Linked DNA regions of Mus musculus: region 1 is linked to region 2. The links are chromatin contacts, called in public HiChIP or PLAC-seq maps. All regions are on one chromosome and are shown on one strand. Each heading gives the region's core, a stretch centred on a gene start, on an enhancer-like site or on the middle of the called end of the contact. The rest is flanking DNA. Distances are from core to core; before and after follow the strand shown.

Region 1 (5,543 bases), core at 1,237-3,736, 76 kb after region 2:
CCCAATGCCTCCTCACACAGCTCTTCTCCCCCACTCTCTCCTCCCCTTCTCCTCTGAGAAGGAGGAGACCCCCTTGGGTACTACCCTGCCCTGGTCTGTCTTCTTATTTTAAATGAAATGCTTTCAGTTACATCGCATTGAGTATAGTGTTGGTGCTAAGGTTGTCATAGATAACATTTTATTATGTTTTCATGGTTGGTCTTTATTGTCAGCCTAACTAGAACTGGATCTGGGCATGTCACATTTCTAGAGAGACTTAACTGAGAAGGGAATAGGCATAGGGAATGTGGGTGGCACCCTCAAATGGGCTGGGCTCCCAGACAGAGCCAAAGGAATCAAAGGAAAAAAGCAGACTGAGCACAGCATTCATCATTCTCTGCTTCCTCACCATTGGTATAAAGAGCTGCCTCAGTAAAACGCCACAAGAGCTCTAGCTGCTGTCACTGTCATGCCTTTCCCAACATGGTGGGCTCTATCCCCTCCAAAGCATGAATCAAGATATGCTCCTCTCTTCTTAAGTTTTCTTTTGTCGGGTATTTTGCCATAACAATGAGAAAAGAGAAAATACAGAAAATTGATACCAGGCTGGGAATTATTAATGTTGTAAACTTGAGGCTGCAGTCAATAGGTCTTTGGGATCAGGTCATGAAAGGAATGTGGAAAGTTTAGTGCTTCAGCCTGGAGGAGCCCAAGAATACTGTAGGTAAAGCTTAGTGGATGGAACATCCAATAGACATGGAGACAATAATGTCTGTGCTCATGATATTTCAAAGGGCTGAACTGGGAACAAGGCTAGAGGCCACATGTGTTATATTATGTCAGAGAACCTGCTGAATTCTGTCTATATCCCAAGTTTTTGAATGGAACTGAAATCAGAAGTAGTGAGCTCAACACATCTTACAAATCTCTCTGATATATATATATATATATATATATATATATATATATATATATATATAAAACATTTGTTTGTGAATTCTTTCTGGCTCTTCCAATATTGGAGTCTCATAGGTAGAAAAAGTGGTCAGTTGGAATAGAGTTCTCTTGCATTGTCTATCATTTATGTTGGTGCTGAGCCTGGACTAATCAAGGGTCAAGTGTTCACCACACCTATCTCCTTTAAGAGCGTCATTTTCTTTATATGCTAGTAGCCTCTGCTACCCACACTTAGCTTTCCAGCCTCATAGGCCAACAGGTCCTCCCGTGCTCCAGCCTCTTCACAGTTTATATACCATGCTGTGACTACTTATCGAGCTGAGGGAGTCCCCTGAACACTTTGGAGAGTGGGAGAAGCAAACAGAGGACTGAGATCTATCATGGAGGCTCAGCCTCTGTGCCATCAGAACCCATCCCTCAGTGAGTGCTCAGTGGGAGGAAGGACGCTATGGAAATCAAGTGCTCTACTGGGTCCAAGTTTCAGACTTTTCCATCCTGCTGACAGTGAAGTGCAACAGGCTTCTCCAGAAGTCAAGGTGCCTGCTAACCAGATGCAGGGCTAACCATCTCTGCAGTAATTCTTGAGTGATAGTAGCAGTTCCTTACCCAGAAAGGTGAGCCTACAAACCACCATTTCCTTTACTACAGGAATCTGATGCCAACCTGAGTGGACCAGTATGCTCTCTCTCTCTCTCTCTCTCTCTCTCTCTGATTCATAATACTGTAGTAACTTGGGGTTATTAAAACAAGCCCGTTTTGGTTGTTGCTTTTGTTCCTTTTGTTATGTATTTTTGTTAACAGACTCTAAAATTGAGTCAGAAGGGGGCCTCACAGCAATCCTCATGACGCAGCAATCCTCATGACACACATGCTGGAATTACAGGTGTGGGCCATTACGTCTAATTCCCTGTTCTGGTTCATAAGACTTAACAGTGAGTGCTTTCCAACTTTAATTTCCTGCTTGATTCATAACTCTCCTCCTCCTCCACCCTCCTCCTCCTCCTCCTCCTCCTCTTCCCCCTCTTCCTCCTCCCCCTATTTCCTCTCTGTGCTCCTTGCATCTCACACTTGGTGGCACTTATCCTTCTGGCCTTGGAATCAAAAGACAAAGGAGCCAAACACGGTAAACACTTTCCACTTCTTATCAAATCTGCAGTGGAGCCAGTTACAGAGGAACTCCTAGACATTGGCCATCCCTTGTATTTCTCTAGTGTGCATTCCTCCGATGTAGGTGTGATTCCTGAGGCTAAACAATGTGTGTTTTCTATGTGCTAGGGTAGGAATGGAAAACCTGTAGCTCCCTCTCTCCACCAAGATCCTGACTTTCATATCTTTTGGAGATAAGAAACTCAAGAAAACTTTTGCTCCCTCGTTAGCTGACAATCCCGTCATCCCCTTCATTCTAGGGTTGGCCATCCCTCCAAGTGGTAAATAGCTGTTCTGCAGTACAGCATGCGTGGCAGAGTAACTTGCTTATGGCCTGTAGTGCTTAGGCAGAGTGGCTGAGTGCATGCCTAACTACTGTAGTACTCTGGGACCTCCTTCCTGTGGTCTGCTGAAGTAAGTTCACCACAACTCATGAAAGTAAGTTGTGAACTTGTCAGAAAATACACGAGTGCAATGTCATATTGGTAATTCAAAATTAGCCACTGTGGACATGATTTTACTATGGAGAGACTTCAGTTGCATTGTTAAACATTTGCTGGGGTATCATTGCTTTCCTTTATCAAAGAGAAGGGAGGTGGGGATAAAGATCTTCTGTCTTCCTCGTCGTTTCAATTCTCAATAGGCATGCCCTATGCTCTTTTTAATCCAACTTTTGGTGGCTGGTTGGAGTGGAAGTGAAGGTAAGGCCAGGTGAGTTGAAATGGAATGTCAAGTAGCTCTTGAGACGTGGCTGATTCCAGTAACCAGAGCCATTAGACTGCTTATAATGCCTACCTGCTATTTTAATGTGGCAATATACCATGGGATTTATAATTTCTTTTATTTTGGACATATAGAGTGCTCCAGGCTTTTTAACCATGTTACAAAACACTGTAAAGAACATATTTATATATACTTTGTGTTTGGTGAAATAACTCCGTGTGACACATGAAGGCACATCAGTATGGAGCTTCAGAATGTCACAGAAGTCACTGGAATTTTGGGTCCCTTAGACAAAGGAATGGTCAGAAGAAACAAAGGTTCAAACATAAGAGGCTGGATTTGTGGATTATGCACATTAGTGCTTAACCCTGAGTTAGTGTCACATTAAGAAAAGAAATTAACATTTCCCTTTGTTATCATTTAACCAAGATCAAGATCAGATTTGAATTCCCTAATTCCCGAATTTTCTGTTCTCTATCTGTATCAAGAATGTGACTCTGTGTGTGTTTGCCTGAAAAAGGCTGTGTTATGAATCTGTCTGTCCCTGTCTTCTGTGTGTCTGTATATGTTTGTCTACCTGTTACTGTGTGTATGTGCCCCTCACAAAGGGTTTCACTCTGTATTTATTGAACAACACAAAGAACATCACATAGGAAAGGAATAGTATACTTTACAGAAATCTTTAACAAATGTTGTTACTGTTGTTATATATATATATATATATATATATATATATATATATATATATATATATTAAACAAGGGATTAATTAAGCCCCTGGTTTCAACTGATTCAAGCTGACCCACATAACAAACAGTACTACAAACATCAAGGTTTATCAGCCAATATCCACAAATGAATGCTTCCAATATTTAGGGTAGATTGTAGAAGGTTGTTTTCACTCTCTGCATTTGCTGCTTTCAGCAAATGCTTTATACAAGCATTGTTCTGAGTCAGGGGCATGGAAAACAGCATATTTTAAGGCTGTAGCTATGCATTAACTTAGGTTGTAAAAGTTGCTTACAAAGGAAATCCAAGGTAAGTAAGGTTGGTTGCAACATTGTTCTCTTGAGTTCTGAGTACACAATAGGGTAGCAGTTTTAAGCCTTCAGTGACCTCAAGGTATATTATTAACTCTGGTCATGAGGTCCAGCAAAAATTCCAGTCTCTTAGACTTTAAGAGATATTTCCAGAATATTGCATCGTCATAGCTGGACCAAAGAAAATTCCCAGGATGTAGGTGAAAGGAAAGGCCAGGAAAACAATTGTGTCGTGGGGTAGAGACAGGCAGCTGTATGGCTCTGAAAAAATGCCTACAGGAAAATAAATGGAACCCTCAAATTACCTGAGATATGGTCCACCTTCAGTCTGTCTTAGTGTTACTATGGCTGTGATGAAATACCATAAACAAAGCATCTTGGGGAAGAACAGGTTTATTTCACTTCCATATCACAACTTTACAACAAAAGAAGGTAAGGCAAGAACTCAAACAGGAGCCAGGCAGTGGTGGCGCACGCCTTTAATCCCTGCACTTGGGAAGCAGAGACAGGCAGATTTCTGAGTTCAAGGCCAGCCTGGTCTACAGAGTGAGTTCCAGGATAGCCAGGGCTACACAGAGAAACCCTGTGTTGAAAACCAACAACAAAAAAAAAAAAAAAAAAAAAAAAAACAAACAAACGAAAGAACTCAAACAGGGCAGGAATCTGGAAACAGGAGCTGTTTGGCGGGGAGCAGGGAATTGTCAAAGCCCAGAGAGAAAACAGTGGCTGTGTTAGATTGGTTGTCTAGATATAAACATAGGATTCTCTAATTAAAAAAAAAAAAACGATATTATAATTTTTTTCAATTTCCCCAGTTTCTCTGATGTTAGGTCTCCTTTTCGTTCCTGATTTTGTTAATTTGGATACTGTCCCTGTACTCTTCAGTTAGTCTGGCTAAGGGTTTATCTATCTTGTTGATTTTCTCAAAGAACTAGCTCCTGGCTTTGTTGATTCTTTGTATAGCTCTCTTTGTTTCCACTTGGTTGATTTCATCCCTGAATTTGATTATTCCCTGCCTTCTACTCCTGCTGAATGTGTTTGCTTTTTGTTGTTGTTGTTTGGGTTTTGGTTTGGTTTTTGTTGTTGTTGTTGTTCTAGAGCTTTCAGGTGTGCAGTTAAGTTGCTTCTATGAGATCTCTCCAATTTCTTTATGAAGGCACTTAGTGCTATGAATTTTCCTCTTAACGCTGCTTTCATTGTGTCCCGTAAGTTTGGGTATGATGTGTCTTCATGATCATTGAATTCTAGAAAGTCTTTATTTATTTCTTCCCTTACTAAGTTATCACTGAGTAGAGAGTTGTTCAGTTTCCATGAGTATGTGGGCTTTCTGTTGTTTTTGTTGTTTTTGAGGTCAAGCCTTAGTCCATGGTGGTCTGATAGGATGCACGGGATCAATTCAAACTTCTTTTATCTGTTGAGGTTTGTTTTGTGCCCAATTATATGGTCAGTTTTGGAGAAGGCACCATGTGGTGCTGAAAATAAGGTATATTCTTTTGTTTTAGGATGAAATGTTCTGTAGATAGATGTTAAATCCATCTGGTTCATAACTTCTGTTAGTTTCACTCTGTCTCTGTTTAGTTTCTGTTTCCATGATCTGTCTGCTGTTGAGAGTGAGGTGTTCAAGTTTCCCACTATTATTGTGGGAGCACATGCTGGCAAGGATGTGGAGAAAGAGAAACACTCCTCCATTGCTTGTGG
Region 2 (5,310 bases), core at 2,563-5,062:
ACTAATTAAAAAGTTATATTAAAAAAAAAGCCGGGCATGGTGGTGCATGCCTTTAATCCCAGCACTCGGGAGGCAGAGGCAGGCAGATTTCTGAGTTCAAGGCCAGCCTGGTCTACAAAGTGAGTGCCAGGACAGCCAGGGCTACACAGAGAAACCCTATCTCGAAAAACCAAAAAAAAAAAAAAAAAAAAAAAAAGTTATAAAACTGTATGAAAAAAACAGAACTCTACTATATTTTATCTGTAAGAAGCCTGCCTTGGTATATGTGAAGCTATCATAATGAAATCTGTTACTATGTACGTTAATTTAATAATTAATTTTAAAAAAACATAAAGGAGGCTAGGTATGATGGTGCACACCTTTAATCCTCAGAAGGCAGAGGCATGTGAATCTCAGAGACTGAGGCCAGCCTGGTCTACAGAGCAAGTTCCAGGACAGTCCAGGCTACACAGAGAAATCCAATCTTTAAAATATATATATGAAAGCCAGGCGTGGTGGTGCATGCCTTTAATCCCAGCACTTGGGAGGCAGAGGCAGGTGGATTTCTGAGTTCAAGGCCAGTCTGGTCTACAAAGTGAATTCCAGGACAGCCAGGGCTATACAGAGAAACCTTGTCTCGAAAAACCAAATATATATATATGTACATATAATACATACATATATATATATATATATATATATATATATATATATATATACATACACATATATATGTATATATATTATGGTTTTGTAATCTCATATACACATATATGAGATTACATACATATATCATATATATGAAGCCTATTATAAATATAAAGACATAAATTTGAAAGTGTGAAGAAAGATATAAAACTACCACCAATTTAAACAAAATCTTTGGAAGCTATGTTAATTTGATAGAGTTGATAGTAAAGAAAGGAAAATTGCCATGCTTTAAAAAGGCATTACAAAATAATAAGAATTCAAAATAATAAGAATTAATTCTTCATGACTATATATCAATCCTTAATGTGCATTGTGCCTGTAACATACAATATATTGGTAAATTGTATAGCTTGAGCTTTTTGTGGGACTCCAAATAGTGGAAGTGGGTGTGTCTCTGACTCTTTTGCCTGCTTTTGGGACCCTTTTCCTCCTAATAGGTTGTTTTGTCCTGCCCCAATATGGTATTGGTGGGGTCCCCAGTCTTAGTGAAACTTGAGCTACCATGTTTGGCTGATATTCATGGGAGGCCTTGTCTTTTCCGAGGAGAAACAGAGGAGTGGATGAGGGAGACTGGAAGGGGAACAGAGGGAGAGGAAACAGCACTGGAGTTGTAATTTATGTGGAAGGGCAGGGCTGAGAGGAAAGGAGGGAGATGCTGCAATTGAGATGTAAAGTGAATAAAAAATAAACTATTGAAAAAAGGAGAAAAATAAAGAAAAGAAAATAATAAAGCCACTATGAACCTCATAATAAGTAAATAATAGATAAATAAGTAAATCCATTAAGACTATAAGAGATATAGAGACTTGACTTCTCCATCTTAAATAGCCATATCCAACATGCAAAATCAGTAATATATGGTTAAATTCTGTACCATCATCAATCAGTTGGCTATAATTGATATCTACAAGGCAGGCACAGTGACAAAAGCTTGTCATCCCAGCACTTAGAAGGCAGAAGCAGGAAAATCCCAAGCTTAATTCTGGGGTTCACAGTAAGACTATCTCCAAAAAATGATGCCTATAAATTATCTCACCCAACAATATTAGACCATATACTTTTTACCAAAAAATGAGTTTAGCATCTTTAAAATCTCCAGTTGAACATCTTTAAAATCTTCAGTTGAAACAACAGATCACATTCTGAGCCATTAAATACATGTGAACAGATTAAAACAATAGAAATAAGAAAATGAATGCACTCAGACCCCAGTGAAATTGAGTGAATGTCAGAAAGTCCAAAACATCCATAGATTAAACAACAGATTTCTAACAATATATAGAGTACAGAGGAAACCTGAAGAGAATTTTATGAGTACTTTGAAGTAAATGAAAATGTAAATGAAAATTAAGTTGTGAGATGGAGTTAAAAAAAAAGTCTTTGTTCCTCACAGGGCAATTTTAGCAATACATGTGTATATTTGAGAATAATAATGATTTTAAAACAATAATTTAACATTTCACCTTGGGAAACTCAAAAACAGGAAATAGAATTGACTTCAAAGAGAGTTGAAGAAATAAAATAATAAGCATTAATTAATGAAAATTTGAACCGGAAAACTGATAAATCAAAAAGAACAAAAACTAGATCTTTGGTATTTATGTTAGATATGTCTCTTGATACACTGCCTGAAGAACAACAAATGATGATGCTAAGTGCTATAGTAATAAAAGCAAGGATGTCACTGCAGAGTCTGTGGACATCAAAACGACAGTGATGGAGTACTACAAAAACTGTGATATCTTAAAAAGAGTTGACCAATTCCTACCTATAATCTGCCAAAATGCATAAGAAGAAACATACAATCAAATAGAAATAGACAATTTTAAAACTTACTAAAATTGAATAAGTAATCAATACTTTTCCAAGATAGCAGCACGGTCAAATGGGTTCACTTATAAACTGGACCAAGTAATTAAGGAAGAAATTAAAATAATTTTCTCTACTCTCTGTCACAGGTCAGCTTTATCCCAATATTCAAATCAGACAGACATCAACTGAAAATAAAACTATAGACCAATATCTCATATGGACATAGATATAAAACTCTTCAATAAAATATTAGCAAATAGTATAAAAAATTATACACCATAGCCAGTGGATCTATACTAGAACTATAAGCCTGGTTTGCTATTAGAAAATCCATGAATGTAATACATTCCCGCAACAAGCTTAAAAAGAGAGGAAAATGAGTTAGTCATATCAGTCATCAATGGGTACAGAGAAAGTAATTCACTAGCTATGACTCCATTTGCAATAAAAACTTGCAGTATCCTTTGTGTAGGGAGTCTGTTCAACAATATAAATTTGCCCTAAAGTCAACAGTTGGCTTTGGGCTATAATGATACATCAGTGTAGATTCAGCAGTTGTCACAAAGCTCTAGTTTGGAGCATGGTGTTAGTGGTGAGGACTGTGCACATTCAGGGTCAGGGTGCATGTAAGAACTCAGTATTTTCTGTTTGTTAAAAGTCTATTATCTATCTATAAGAAGGGAAAAAGTTAAAACTAATTAGTCCAATGGCACAATTAGATGACAATATTTTCAATTATTTACATTAGAAATTCCAGTTAAACAACTGTGTTTATTCTTCTCATTACACTGGTATTTAAATTGGCAGGAGCATTCTGTTTCAGTCGTAGGAGATACCATTATAAAACCTAGGAAGCTATCTGAACTTGGGCATGGATATGCAATTCAGTCTGAACGGCTTATGGAAGGATTAAAAAGCTGAAAACATCTACTGCTTAGTATCCGTGAAAAAAAGGTACTAATCCATTTTACTGGAACATATCCAGTCATTCATTCCCTAAGTGTTTATTAGAAAAATGCTATGTACTTTGTGGTAAGTACTGGAAACCCATGGTGAAATCTTGACCTCAAGAAACTTGCATCTAGTGAGTGGAGTCATATAGTAACATATGAAGACAGAGAATACCAGCCTTTGGGGTCATCTACCCCTTTCTGAAGAAAGGTTGGGTGTCCAAAGCTGAGGTCCCTTAGTTTGTAGGCACTTTGGAAGGGCTATTATTTTTAGCCAGACAAACTCCTTTACTGTGTGACTTGACAGAGCAGGAAGTGGTTTGACTGTTTTTAGAGGCAGGATCCACATAGTCTCATAGAAAGAACGGCTGGGGCTGGGGTATGACTATAATCTCAGCTCCTGGAAGGTAAAGGCAGACTCTGCAGTGACATCCTTGCTTTTATTACTATAGCACTTAGCATCATCATTTGTTGTTCTTCAGGATCTCAGAAGGTTAAGGCCAGCCTGGGCTATGTAGTGAATTCCAGCCCTTCCTGCAGTTCTCAGCATAACACTGTTTCAGAAACTACAGTGGCATAACAGAAAACATGGAAGGTAAATGGAAGGAAAGAGAAGAAAAGAAATGTAGATAGAGGGTGGACAAAAGAGAATGGGGAAAAAACTTTGCTAAAGGGTTAGTGATGTTGCCTTTGACAAGGAAGGCAAGGGCTATGGCTCTTTTCACCTGACTGCCACTCCCTGATATTGATCTATATATTCCTTTGTTTTGTTTTGTTGTTGCTGCTGCTTTTGATGTTGCTATTGTTGCTGTTGTTTTCCAGAGACAGTGTTTTTCGGTGTAGCCCTGGCTGTCCGGGAACACACTCTGTAGACCAGGATGGCCTCAAACACACAGGGATCAATCTGCTTCTGCCTCCTAAATTTCGGGATTAAAGTTGGGTGCCACCACCACCCAACTTATAAATCCTGTTGAATAGTAATAAAAAAAAAAGTTATCAAGTAGCCATACCACACAGTTCAGTGACACCTTATAACAGGCCAACTGGCCTAGTCAGGGAACCAAGGGATGCTATCTTAACTATCTTATTTAAGTTTCTTAAACTTGAATCTGGAAGATAATTAAGATAGAGCTGGGAAATAAACAAAACAAGCAGTCAACTCTAATAGGGACATCCAAATACACAAAAGGTCTACATCCAAAGGGAGCAAAATGGTTACAAATGCAAACATCAAGTGGCTGGGATGGCCCATACCTGTCCTCTCAGAAGATTGAGACGGGGATGTTATAACTGTAAGGCTGGCTACGAATATGTAATGCGACTCTAGTTTTGGTTTGTTATTAATTAAATATAGTGTGGAGATTAAAGGAGCTCAAGATGAGGCTGAAAAACAAGCATATGTCAGATCATGAAGGGCCTGATAAGCCACATACATTTTTCAGAGAAATTTATGTTCCTTTCATTTTTACCAAAATGCAAATTCCCAGCTTGGATGTGAAAGGCATTAAAATTATAATTTTGTGTACAAGATGAAAATAATTCACTAAATTTGCCCTTTTTTACATAAAATAAAATGTTAAAGTTAAGCTTTAAAAAAAATTGTGTTGCCTCTCCAATACATGGCTGCCATCGTGGACACAAGTCACGTGCAGTTCATCAAGCTGGCTAGGGTAACCACAGTGCTGGGCAGGACAGGTTCGCAGGGACAGGGCACGCAGGTGCCAGTGAGATTTATGGATGACACCAGCAGCTCTATCATCCAAACCGTCAAAGGCCCCTTTCGAGAGGGTGATGTGCTCACCCTATGGAAGTCAGAAAGAGAAGCTCGGTGGTTGCGCTGACCTTGCGGCTGGGCCCT

What was found. HiChIP or PLAC-seq counts read pairs in DNA pulled down with a chosen protein or histone mark.
Region 1: a contact with region 2 is called in a BATF HiChIP or PLAC-seq map of CD8 T cells, with 5 read pairs. The contact joins two enhancer-like sites. A contact is called at or near these places in 3 of 39 promoter capture datasets (the 3T3-L1 cell line, hippocampal neurons and stem cell-derived epiblast-like cells), 1 of 15 datasets of contacts at CTCF or cohesin (the G1E-ER4 cell line), 3 of 484 Hi-C or Micro-C datasets (cortical neurons, embryonic fibroblasts and stem cell-derived neural progenitor cells) and 3 of 115 datasets of contacts at active chromatin or transcription factors (CD8 T cells, embryonic stem cells and vascular smooth muscle cells).

The regions. Positions count from the first base shown.
Region 1 is chrX:142,497,380-142,502,922 of GRCm38.p6, forward strand. No RefSeq gene overlaps it. Among named protein-coding and RNA genes, the nearest start is that of Gm25915, 15 kb to the left of the region's middle. Within about 2 kb of position 2,487, at least 5 of the 459 cell types and tissues checked have an H3K27ac peak or open chromatin away from gene starts, as enhancers often do. A contact at or near this core is called in CD8 T cells, where this site is marked.
Region 2 is chrX:142,420,244-142,425,553 of GRCm38.p6, forward strand. It overlaps the pseudogene Gm15031. Among named protein-coding and RNA genes, the nearest start is that of Acsl4, 32 kb to the left of the region's middle. Within about 2 kb of position 3,813, at least 14 of the 459 cell types and tissues checked have an H3K27ac peak or open chromatin away from gene starts, as enhancers often do. A contact at or near this core is called in CD8 T cells, where this site is marked.